2 separate regions of the Mus musculus genome follow, and region 1 is linked to region 2. A link is a contact called in public HiCAR-type data. All regions are on one chromosome and are shown on one strand. Each heading gives the region's core, a stretch centred on a gene start, on an enhancer-like site or on the middle of the called end of the contact. The rest is flanking DNA. Distances are from core to core; before and after follow the strand shown. Region 1 holds the start of Wdr6 (WD repeat domain 6). Region 2 holds the start of Gmppb (GDP-mannose pyrophosphorylase B).

What was found. HiCAR-type assays count read pairs that join an accessible place to other places.
Region 1: a contact with region 2 is called in a HiCAR-type map of kidney, with 2.8 times the contacts expected there. The contact joins the promoter of Wdr6 here to the promoter of Gmppb in region 2. A contact is called at or near these places in 1 of 39 promoter capture datasets (neural stem cells), 1 of 484 Hi-C or Micro-C datasets (embryonic stem cells), 2 of 115 datasets of contacts at active chromatin or transcription factors (bone marrow-derived macrophages and kidney) and 2 of 9 other capture datasets (liver and pancreatic islet).

The regions. Positions count from the first base shown.
Region 1 is chr9:108,573,793-108,580,279 of GRCm38.p6, forward strand. Wdr6 (WD repeat domain 6) reads right to left here and starts at 4,921. Exons shown (of 6, transcript NM_031392.3): 1 at 4,702-4,921; 2 at 309-2,790; 3 at 113-208; 4 at 1-18. The coding sequence starts at 4,801. P4htm (prolyl 4-hydroxylase, transmembrane (endoplasmic reticulum)) reads right to left here. Exons shown (of 9, transcript NM_028944.4): 7 at 6,224-6,314; 8 at 5,924-6,047; 9 at 5,070-5,516. The coding sequence ends at 5,296.
Region 2 is chr9:108,047,998-108,053,875 of GRCm38.p6, forward strand. It overlaps Gmppb (GDP-mannose pyrophosphorylase B), which reads left to right and starts at 1,267. Exons shown (of 9, transcript NM_177910.4): 1 at 1,267-1,648; 2 at 1,764-1,844; 3 at 1,932-1,980; 4 at 2,118-2,260; 5 at 2,454-2,612; 6 at 2,697-2,775; 7 at 2,852-2,979; 8 at 3,063-3,245; 9 at 3,329-3,923. The coding sequence starts at 1,520. The coding sequence ends at 3,460. It overlaps Ip6k1 (inositol hexaphosphate kinase 1), which reads left to right. Exons shown (of 6, transcript NM_013785.2): 6 at 1-785. Rnf123 (ring finger protein 123) reads right to left here. Exons shown (of 39, transcript NM_032543.2): 36 at 4,448-4,590; 37 at 4,217-4,311; 38 at 4,038-4,123; 39 at 3,675-3,963. The coding sequence ends at 3,843. Amigo3 (adhesion molecule with Ig like domain 3) reads left to right here and starts at 5,162. Exons shown (of 1, transcript NM_177275.4): 1 at 5,162-5,878. The coding sequence starts at 5,383.

The DNA of each region.
Region 1 (6,487 bases), core at 3,671-6,170, 530 kb after region 2:
TCCTGCAGGAGAAAGAGCCTGGGGGCGAGGAGGAGGGGTGGTGGTCTGGGAACCGTCCTGGAGAGCTCACACCCTCCCCCTCCCCTCCCCCTCCTCTGCCCTATGAGCTCACCTCACTGCTCCATCACTACAGGCTGCAGCCACAAGGGGGCCAGGGCCGAGGCCAGGCCTATCGTTGTCAAGCTCACAAATAGCAAGAGACATGTACCTGTAGGGGGTACACACCGGTCAGGTGGGGCCTGCAGTCAGGAGTCAGGACTTTCCTATAACCCTCTCACGCCCCGCCCATGACAGGGAGGCCGCCTTACCTGGTCTCAGGGTCCACCTTGATCATCTTGTGCTTGTTCCGCTGCCGGTCCCAGTACTCATCCAGCCGGTGGGATGAAAGGTGCATGACATGACAGGCAAGGCGGCTGGGGGTGCTAGCGTCCGGAGTGACCATGACGCTGAAGCAGTGAATCTCCGCTCGGCCCCCTGCAGACACTACCTGAGCAGTGAGCCCTGGTCGAGTATCCTGTGGGCCACCTGGGGTGCCAACAGCCCACACTGCCAGGGCTCGCACAGAGGAGATATGGTTACAGACAGAAGTGAGGGCGTGGGCTGAGCCTGTGGTGGTGGGAAGTGCTAGGACACAGACAGTAGTGTCCTCACTGCCTGTTATCACTATGTCAATCAGACCAGGCCCCTCACTGCCAGGCTCCAGGGAGTCAGGATGCTCCAAGTTGGGTACCTCAAATTCAGGGCCCAGGGTCACTGTGCCCACACGCTTTACACATGTGATTTCACGGCCATGCAGACCCTCCCGGAGAATCACATTGGGCCGGATGCAGCCACCTAGAGCCCGATAGAGCATGACCTCACCATCCTTCAGGTAGGTAAAGGCCATGGCTGCCTCAGTATCAGAAAAGGCCCAGGAGCGGTGCCCTCCCCCACAGTTGACGATATGCAGCTTCTCATGGGACCGGGGGCTCCACACTACAAACTCGTTGGCATGGAAACCCAAGATGACCATACTTCCATCAGGCACCATCCGAAGCCCAGCTACCCAGTTCATGCCTCGACAGGCTTTCTGCCTTAGGACCGGCTGGAGGTGGCCGCCATGTACAAAGAGCTGGAAGTAGGAGCTATCCCGCCCTGTGCTGTATAGGTAGCCACCATGGCAGGTAACTGAGGTCACACCCTGTTTCCCATGCAGAGAATGGAGTGTAGAGACGGGGCCTATTCCTGTTGGGACACTCTCAGACCCACCGCTCCCACTACCAGCTCCAGGTGCCTCAGCTGCAGTAATAGCCTTGCTTCCGGCCCCAGGCTTTTTGAATAGACATGGTCTGACAGGGAATAGCATCACAGAGCCACGGCGGTCCCCACAGACGAGGAAGTCACCCGGGGGCAGGAAAGCACTACATGTGTGCCATCGTTGCTTGCTTGGGGGAAGGAGGTACCGGCAACGTTCCTTGACAAAGATAGCCTTGCCAGTGGGTGCAGCTGAGATCTCCAAACAAGCTATCACCCCACCAGGGCCCGATGCTAACAAAAGCAGCTCCTCGTAACCACGAAGGGCCCAGCTCAGGCTGTGCACCTTCCCCTGGAACAGTTTCTGCTCGACGGCAGCGGTGGGGGTGTTGATGGGAACCACCTTAACAAGACCCTCCCCGTTGGCCAAGGCACAGAGTCCAAAGCCCTCGGGCCCAGGAGCTGCCTCTAGCAGGCAGTAAGACCGAAAGCGATTGTCCTCCAGCAGCTGCTCCCAGGACTTGACCTCAAGGTCGTAGAGGTACAGGGACCCCACATCAGTCACTGCCAGGACTCGCCAGGAACCAGCCAGAGTCACAGCCTTGAGGGCACCTGGCCGGCTAGGAGATTTGAAGGACAGGGATGAGACGCCCAAGCCTGGGTACCCTCGGCCTGCCAGGTGCCAGAGTCGAATGCCTGAGTCGTCTCCCCCAGTGACCACCCAGGCCTGCCTCTCGTGAGTGGCTATGGCCCGGATACCTCGGCCCCGGTGGCCCCGAAAGGCTTGAAGGATCTCGCCTTCGTGGCTCCACACCAAGCAGACACAGTCTTCTCCTGCACTGATGAGATAGTTCTCTAAGAGCTTCACCTGCCACACTCGGGCACTGTGCCCAAAGCAGTGGCCAATATTCTGAACCCGACCCCCAGGCACCCGGAGGTCCCCCACCTTCCAGAGACGAACACTTCGGTCTTCTGAAGCAGTTGCCAGCAGGCCCTTGCTTTCCAGGTATGACATGCTAAAGATGACACCCACATGGCCACTAACCCGCCGGTCAGGGGCCACGGGTTTGTTGTCTGTTAAAGCAGTGGCTGGGTACCAGATCAGGAGCTCATTGGAAACCGCGCCAGCCACGATGGTCAGTTCCTTCCAGGTGTCACCAACCAGGCAGGCTGAGGACAGGGTACACCTGTCTGTGCAGGGGACGTCCTGCAGCATGCACCCTATCACTGGGTCATACAGTACCACCGAGTTGTGGCCCAAGGCCACGGCTACGTTACCCTCGATCCAGCGGACATCCCAGATCCAGTCGGACATGTTCCACAGGCCAGAGCGCCAGAGCTCCCGAAGATGGCTTTGACCCCAGCTGACTTTCACAACTTTGAGGCCCTTGCTCCCAAACACAGCTATCATGGCCTCAGAGTCCAGGTCTCCTTTAGGCTCTGGTCGCACTCGGAACCCATGGATGAGAAAGTGACCAAGCAGGTTCTGGACTCTCTTCACCATTCGGAGATGCCCACCAAGGTCCAAGTTGTACACCAGTAAATCAGGCCCCTCGCCTAGACAGAGGTAAAGAGCCACATCAGCACCACACACGCACGCACGCACCTGATCCTAGGACGCATGAGTGGAGCAGGCCACTCCTTAGCATACAGACTCAGAATATACCAGGACACAGCATCCTACCAAACCCGTGCCTCCACTTCAGCCGGACCTCAACTGCAAAGGCACACTCCTGTCAGTCACTCGTTTTTGTGGTAAGGTTCTCTCAGAGAGCCCAGGTTGGCCTTGAATTCAAGATCCTCTTGCCTCAACCTCGAATCTGCTGGGACTGTGGCAGTATGCTGTCATGCCTGGCTATCCATCACCCTTAATGACAGTCACTAGGATTTCCTCTGGTGCACACCATCCTTACACTTCAGATGGAAAGCCCTTGCTCTGCTCTAGCCCAAACTCTCAGCTCCACCTGCCTCTGCATGCATTTTCCAGATTCTCCCTCCCTTAGGGAAAAGGCTGTGTCGACCTTTGCACCCTTTAGCCATCAGCATCCTTCATCAGTCTAATCCCTGAGGCTCAACAGAGGCGATGGGGTGGGTAGGTATGTGGTTTTGTGTGTGTGTGTGTGTGTGTGTGTGTGTGTGTGTTTGTGTGTGTGCATGCGTGCTGAAGCTGCCCACACTTTGGCAGGCAGGGGTGAGGCTTGCATTCTGGCCCCACCCCTGGACAGCTGTGAGATCGTCCTTTGTATGCGACTGAGACTTAAAAGCAACAAGGCTTGGGAGGAGAGATGAGGTGCAGGTATTAAGAACCTGGACAGCATTTAACACAGCAGAATCAAAGCTAGCGTCTTCTGAGTTAGGAACATTCCTAACTTGTGCTCAAGAGGGGCTTGTCCAGGGCCTCCCTCTATACAAATCCACATACTTCCCGGGGAATCTCTTACACCCCCATACATGTGTATAGAACCCACAGACGTTTTCTAGAATGGGACTCTCAGCTCCCTTTTGGTCATCTTGCAGCCGTTTGTTTCCCACGATCTCCTCCTCCTCGGACTCGTCAGGATTCCTCATTACCTTACTCCTCTCTTAATGTCTCTTTCTTCAAAATTCTACGGATTTCATTTCCTGAAGTTTGCCGGTCCCACCTCCAGAGAGTTTAGCTCACTGGAGCAACCCAATGTTTGCACTTGCACACACACGCACGCACACGCACACACACACATCAACTCTAGAATATACCCTCACCACAAGACAAACACGCAGCCCTGCTGAGGCTAATAATGGCTGACCCAAGGCCTAATTGTCAGTGCCAAGGGTCCTTGTAAAACCCAACACCACCATCACCAAAGGATGGCTTCGCATCAGGCCCTACTGCTTCCAGGACACTTGGCACCTCAGAGCCATCTCAGACCTTTACCACCAGACACTGAGACATGTGATTACTAACCCAGTTGGCTCAGACCCCCCAGTTGGTTCTCCAGAGGAACCTAAGCCCCAGCCTCTCTGGATACTGCTCTACTCAGAAAGCAATTTTTTGGCCCCCTCATCTTTGGGGGCGGAGCTTCAACCCTCTCCAGAAGCCACACTCCCGCCACACCCCCTGAGGCTGCCCTTTTTTTTTTTTTCTTCCTCTCCAGGGGTTTTGATCATTTGCGTTCACCTGAGGGTGCAACGTCCCTCCCCCAACATGGAACGACTGCGTCCCCCACACCTTCAAGCGTCTCTGTCCACCCTTTCCAAGCTGGCTGCAATTTATGAAGAGCTGCCACTGTCTCTCGAGCCCCGCCCTCCTCCGCCGGCCTGTGTTTCCCGCCACCTCCGAACCTGCCTTATTCCCCCCACTCCCACCCCTCGCCAGTCCCCAGCCCGCTGCCCATCCTCCTCCCCAGGGCATCCCTTTGTCCGGTGCGACCACCCAGGGAGAGGCTAGTTCTTCGCCCGCTAGCACGACTAGAGCCGACCAAGCCTCACCCGCCAGCAGCCTGTCCCCAACACACTCCAGACCCGTAACCGGGAGGAGTATGAGCTCGGAAGTCGCCCGCGGCCAGACATAGTCCCCGAAAGCGTCCATGACGTTCCTGGAGCTGCTGTGGCTGCCACGGACAAGAAGAGAGCTGCGTTCTCGCGAGAACCAGCCGTCTGGAGAGCCGCGCTGCAGAGCTCCGAAGCCCTTAGCTACAGGTAGCAAAGCCCTGGCGCTGGGCTGCGGACGTCCAATGACGACCCTGTCCCCCACGCGATCCCGCTCCTGATTGGCCGGATCAGAGTCACCCCCCCACACACACACACATGAGACTAGCCGGGAGGGGCGGTGGGCCTCCCCTCCCCCAAGCGGGCGCTTAGCTCGCCGGCCCCTGGCTGGAAGCCCTGTAGTTTTATTTAACGGAGCAGCATGGAGGCTGTACACCAATAAATAACGTGAATGTAGGAACTGCGCCTTTGATCGCGGCTGCAGGCAGGGAGGGCTAGGGCAAGAGGTCGGCCAGAACTTCAGTCTGCAGTAGGACAGAGGACCTGCAGGGTCTTTGACGTTGGGCAGCGGGTGATTCGCATCAGGGCCTTGCGTCAGAGCTCCACACGGGCATCACTGTAGGCTCGGTCCAAGGCCCACTCGGGTTGTGAGTCCATGCCACCTTCCCGAGCCAGACGAGCCATCTCCTGCTGGAACAAGGCTTGCCGTGCCCGGCTAGGGTCCACATTGATCCAGTTGTTAGCGATCCACTTGGTGCCGCGGGTGACCAGGCAGCCCCCATGCAACGAGTAGTCGTCCACTTCACCCACCCAGCCTGGGGTAAGAAGGTGACATGAACAAAGGACAAGTTAGGGAGGGGAAAACCCTAGATTGGCTCAGCCTGAGCTGTGCACACATCTAATCCCCATGGAAGGACTTGGCGTCTCACCCACTAAGGCATGGTCAACATACTGGCCCTTAAAATTAACCAAGCTTCCTTGCTTCTGAGCTTGGCTATAGCTCTTCCCAGCCTGGGTTGTGGAGAGAAGTTTCCCTGCCCCAGACAGCAGGAAGGCTGGTGCGCAAGGACGGTGGGCGGAGATAACCGAAGATACTGTACTAGTGCTACTGTGCTTTGAAATCCCTGGCTATGGAAGACAGGAACAGTCCTCCAGGAGAGCAGGAGGGAGAGATGAGTTCCCTCAGAGAAGCCCAAGACCTGGCCATGAGTAAAGCCCTCACCTTGCCCATCAGGAAGGTAGTTGTACCAAAAGACTGCAGTTCCTTGCTGGGGCTTGACACGAAGGTTGCCCTTGTCACAGTGCCTTCGAGTGTCCCGGAGATCGACATCATCCTGAATCAGACTCTGTAGGCAACAAGGTGAGGCTGTTTGTGGACTGCCTGCCATTGCAGGACCAGGCAGCCAAGGTTGGCTGGAGGGAAAACAGGCAGATGTGCCCTCGTCCCAGCTCTGGAAGGGTGTGTACACACTTGCCCAAGGCCCTACCAGCCCAAGAGTAATAACAGCTCACTGGCCCTTACCATTTCATCATAGGTCCTGTTGTCTGCCACAGGGAAGACGGTCTCACCCCCACCGGTGACATTGTTCAAATAAAACAGCACTGTCATGTAGCTGTAAGGCAGGGGGAGGCTGCTGAGTAGATCCCCAACATTCCCACTTGTGGGCAGGATACCCAGGGCCCACAGGGTCAGGCTAGGATAGCTAAGACATCTCCAGCCCTCTTCCCCACAGAGTCACTCTCCTTGTGTGGCCAAGATCGCAGGTGCACTTAGGTAAGTTTGTGA
Region 2 (5,878 bases), core at 17-2,516:
CTGATAGGTGGTGGCAAGTGTGTGCGAACACTTTTACCACTGCTCTTCTGCCTGTCCCAGGCTAGAGCCCTGTCTTTTTCCTGACAGGTCCTGCCTTCCCAATCATCAATTTGGGACCAAAGTGCAACTAGGGATCATGGGTTGGGAGCTCACATTACCCCTTTCCATTGTATTTCCCGGGCCAAGCCCATACCAGCCCGGGGAGATGGGTGGGAGTGAAATGGGATGGGTGCTGCTGGAAGAGGAAGGGACCAGTAGAGCAATGTCCTTGCCTGGGATTCTACCCCTCTCAGCTGTGGGCCGTGCAGTGGTGTGGGGATTCATTCTCTCCTAGGGGCAAGGGACCTGGGCTCGGACAGTATCCGTTCAGTATCCGCTGCTCATTCGCTCACATCTGGCCACGTGCACGTTCCCTAGATGCAAACTGCTTTGAACTTTACAGCTATATAAGTTGGTTGTGTGTGTGTGCTCATTTTAAAAACTACATTTTAACGAGGAAAAAGGAGAACCTGGGGAAATTTCCTTTGCTTCTGTGGAGGAAATGTAAGACTTGGAATTCTGGAAATTGTTATCTGCTCCTCTTTCCTGGAAGCTACACACCCTAAGACCTGCGCCTGGATGCATACGTGGCTCCACTGGCGCTTAGGCGCGCTTGCATTTTCCCCAGGTCTTCTGTGTGGTGGAGAGGAGTGCTTGGCCCAAGCCGGCCCTTTTCTGTACACCCAGCGCTATCCGCCCGCTTGTGTCTGGTCGTATACGTCAAAATAAAGCCTCTAGAAACTGAACTCTGTCCAAGTCTGTGTGAAAACTTCATCGCCTCCGGTTGGGCCGACATGGCTAGTCTAGGGATCGGGCTGAGCTGGGTCGGGACAGGTGCAGCGGGACAGTGCTGACACTGGGGGTGGGGGGTCGGGGGAGGCAGCACGGGAGGGGTTGGATATAGGGGTCAGAGCAAGTGTTGAGGGGCGGGGTCATCAGGGCGAACCTGGAGTGGCCTTTGGGGGGGTAGGCGGCGTCGGCGGGGCGGGGCGGGGCGGGGCGGGGCAGATGGCAGCTGCCGCGTGGCGGACTGGGTTCCGATAGGAAGCTAAGCCTCCTCTTTCGGTTCCGCCTTTAGATCCGCCAATGGGCATCTGACTCGCGAGTTCTCCGGGTCCCCATGGCAGCCCAGGGCGTTGGAAATCTAATTGGCTACGTCCGCCGCAGCGTAAAGTCTGACGCTCGGCTGCGGGCGGCCCTGCCACGTAGATTGGCTCTCCCTGTTACGTCACTGGCTGCGCCGCCTCCGGCCGGAACTCCGGACCAGCCGGTCTCCAACCAGTTCCTCGTCTTCTGTTCTGGCTGATCCTGGACCCCACATCAGGGTAGAGCAGGGGGGCGAGGTGACACCAGAGTTGGTCAGTCTAGTTGGTGAAACGTGCAGGTCAGGGCACGGCGTTGGGAGTGCGCGGCAGGGGTCGGTCAGGCGGCCTGTAAGTACTTTGGACCGATAGATCCACTTCTAACATCTGCAGACGCCATGAAGGCACTGATCTTGGTGGGAGGGTATGGGACACGGTTGCGGCCGCTGACGTTGAGCACTCCGAAGCCATTGGTGGACTTCTGCAATAAGCCCATCTTGCTGCATCAAGTGGAGGCGCTTGCTGCGGTAAGGCCGTGGGTCTGTTATGGCGGGAAGAGGGATGGATAGTGACTGGGAGGCCAGGGGTGGTCATACCTTGTGACTGAGCCAGTCAACTAGCACACCTTATTGTGTCTGACAGGCAGGTGTGGACCACGTGATCCTGGCAGTGAGCTACATGTCACAGATGTTGGAGAAGGAAATGAAGGCACAAGAGCAAAGGGTGAGGCATGGACTTAGCCCTTTCTTTAGGTCCCTGGGGCTCTTACCATTGGAGGAGGAACATAACCAGATGGCTTCTTCTTTCCAGCTTGGAATCCGAATCTCTATGTCTCATGAAGAGGAGCCTTTGGGGACAGGTCAGTATAAGGAAGGCCCTTGGGCAAACTTTAGGGCCAGCAAAGAGGTATCCAATCTGGGCGGATGGGTGGGGCCTCTGGAGTCTGGACCTAGGCCCCTAGCAAGGTGGTAACTTATGACTTGTCCCCTTCTCTAGCTGGGCCTCTGGCGTTGGCCCGAGACCTACTATCTGAGACTGCCGACCCTTTCTTCGTTCTCAACAGTGATGTGATATGTGATTTCCCCTTCCAAGCCATGGTGCAGTTTCATCGGCACCATGGCCAAGAGGGCTCCATCTTGGTAAGAGAAGATTTCCTCTGACATTCCCACCCTCACATGGAGTCTTTCCTGACCCCTGGTCTTAAACTCTGTTTTGCTACAAAGCTATGCAGAATGTCTTTGGGGGAGAGCCTTTGAGATGTGGGATAGGCATATTTATCAAGAGTAAAGAAAACTGGACTAGGCCTAAGGTACCCTCCACCTCTATATTCAGGTTACCAAGGTGGAAGAGCCTTCCAAGTATGGTGTGGTGGTATGTGAGGCTGACACAGGCCGCATCCACCGTTTTGTTGAGAAGCCACAGGTGTTTGTGTCCAATAAGATCAACGCAGGCATGTACATCCTGAGCCCTGCTGTGCTGCAGCGCATCCAGGTGTGTAGGAGAGAACTGCTGGGCGGGCTGGGGTGGAGCAGGCCTCTGCTGTGTGGCCTGCTCACAAATTGCCCACTTCCACAGCTGAAGCCTACATCCATTGAGAAGGAGATCTTCCCAGTTATGGCCAAGGAGGGGCAGCTATATGCCATGGAGCTGCAGGGTGAGGTAGAGGCCATAGGGTGTGGGGTAGTCAGTGTGTGGCTAGGCAGAGCCCTCTGACCCATCTCTCTGTACAGGCTTCTGGATGGACATTGGACAGCCCAAGGATTTCCTCACTGGCATGTGCCTCTTCCTACAATCGCTGAGACAGAAGCATCCAGAGAGACTGTACTCAGGCCCTGGCATTGTGGGGAATGTACTTGTGGTGAGGCCCTTGTCCAGCCTGTCGCTAATCTTTTCAGATTTGGGAGACAAATGACCCACTCTTGCTTTCCTCAACACTCTCAGGACCCAAGTGCCCGTATCGGTCAGAACTGCAGCATTGGCCCCAATGTAAGCCTGGGTCCTGGTGTGGTGGTGGAGGATGGTGTGTGCATCCGGCGATGCACAGTGCTTCGTGATGCTCACATCCGCTCCCATTCCTGGCTTGAGTCATGCATCGTGGGCTGGCGCTGCCGTGTGGGCCAATGGGTAAGTCTATGAGCTGGGCTGGGCAGGCACAGGAGCAGGGGAATATGTGTGCCCCATTAACAAGGCTTATCCCCCACCTCCAGGTGCGCATGGAGAATGTAACAGTGCTGGGTGAAGATGTCATAGTTAATGATGAACTGTACCTCAATGGAGCCAGCGTGCTGCCCCACAAGTCTATCGGGGAGTCAGTACCAGAACCTCGTATTATCATGTGAAGGATATGGAGGGCTGGCCAAGCATCCACTTTGCCATCAGCAGGGTAGGACTCAATGCTTCACGAGGCCCTGGACTTGGTGCCATTTGTCTAGGGAGGAGTGGATGACTCTGAAGCTGTCGGACTTCTGCCTTCTGGTGGGGACAGACATGGACAGGACCCTGCTGGGTGTAACCCACAAGCCCCCACTCCCTCAAGAAGAGCGGGCCCAGGGCTGTTTGGAATAATAATTTAATGCTCACTGTAGCCTGGACTGGAAGTCAAGCTCAGGCTCCCACCAGCGAGGCTACACACAGGCAGATGGGTGGGTGGAAGTGGTAAGAGTGAGGGTGATGGGTAAACAGGGCCCGGTCTGCGGCTGATGGCGGAGCTTCCAGGATGGCCTAGGCAGCTGAGGACATGGCGCTTGTGTTGGCTGCCTTGTCCCAGTCCTCTACAGATACAATGGTGGCTTTGCAGAAGAAGCAGTCCTTGTTGTTCATCAGGTGCTGGTTGATGCAGGCTCTACAAGAGGGGAGGGAAGGAGTGCTACCTCGTGCGTCCTAATTTGCCTCCCCAAGTCCATGGGGCCCACTTACTTGCAGGATTTGTGACCACAAGGCTGGAACACAGCAGAGATGGGGTGGGCGTAGCAGATTGGGCAGAGGTCCTCTTCATTGGTGGGCTACAGGGCAGAGTGGAGGAGTTGGGCTGGGATCCTTACCCCTGTCCTGGTGTTTACAGATTAGTAAAACGGCCTCTGTTATGCCACACTCACCAGGGAGGCGGCGGCCGCCTGGGCAGATGCAGCGGTCAGGTGAGCCAGCATCTGTTCCACCTGGGCCAGCTCCTCAGCGCTGATATAATCTGTATCTGCATCAGTAGTAGGTAGCATCAGGGCCCCTGTCGTCTGAGAACTCAGTGCCTCTTGAATACTCCCAGGCAGGGAATTTGCTATTGAGGATCCTGAAACTCTTCCCTGACCTGACCCACCCGCTGGTTCACTTACAACTCTGTAGAGAGAAGCGTTTCCGGTCAGGGGCAGGCAAGGTAGTGCCAGGTGCTAGGGGCTCTGGCTGCCCCAGGAGATAGCATATGGAACGAAGCTGGAAGCAGGGATCAGCCAGGAGCACAGAGGTGGCTTGCTCTGTCCTAGGTAGGGGAGGGTGCATAGGTCGTAGGAAGGCTTTGAGCCTGTGTGAACATTTTCTCCACGTGGGACAGATGAATATCCAGAGGCCTCGCTCATTATTATGCCTCCACTCTCCCCCCTATTACTTACCAACCCTCCCAGGTGTTTGGTCCCACATGACCTGAATACCAGTTTAAAGAGAAGGGTGCTATTGATAAAAAGGTGCTTGCTACCAGCTATGGTAACTTGGGTCTGATCCCCAGAACCTCACAAGTCGTCGTCCGACGTCTGCACGAATGCTCACATACACAGACATAAGTAAATCTAAGAGAGCAGCAAGGACTCCACCTACCCCATTACACACCAATCCTCTGAGGGCTGAAGGCATTCTCCCCTAAGTCCTTTTGCTCTTCAAGAGGGAAGTCAGGCTTCCAGCCAAGCAGACTGGGACACTGGGGCCCTCTGGTGGCCACACTGGCTTTTTAAGTGCCAAGAGATGTGGCTGCTCCGCCCCTTAACAGCAGGAGCCAATGGGAACTTAGGTCCCCGCCCCTGAGCGGTCATTTCCTAGCTAGTACTTAGAATCCAGTCAGAAAGCTCTTGGAGAAGCTAGAAGAAGGGCTGCGGGCCCCACCTCACAACCCAGACCAGAAGAGCAGGAGAAGCCGGCTGGGCAGGGGGAGCCAGCGTTGTGCCTCTCGAGCCATGGGCCATAGGGAACCACAATCCGCAAGCCTGTGCAGAAGTAGGTGAGTCTTGGAGCTGTTGACCTGCACTGAGCTGTCCCCATATCTTCCCTGGTAGTCACTGGCATGGCCTGGCTAGTGCTATCAGGTATACTACTATGCATGTTGGGTGCTGGATTGGGCACTTCAGACTTGGAGGATGTTCTGCCTCCTGCTCCCCACAACTGCCCCGATATATGCATCTGTGCTGCCGATGTGTTGAGCTGTGCGGGCCGTGGGTTACAGGACTTGCCGGTAGCACTGCCTACCACTGCTGCAGAACTCGATTTGAGCCACAACGCACTCAAACGCCTGCACCCGGGGTGGTTAGCGCCCCTCTCCCGGCTGCGTGCCTTGCACCTAGGCTATAATAAGCTGGAAGTCCTGGGCCATGGTGCGTTCACCAATGCCAGTGGCCTGAGGACACTTGACCTGTCCTCTAATATGTTAAGGATGCTCCATACCCATGACCTGGATGGCCTGGAGGAGCTGGAGAAGTTACTTCTGTTCAATAACAGCCTGATGCACTTGGACCTGGATGCCTTCCAGGGCCTGCGCATGCTTAGCCACCTCTATCTCAGCT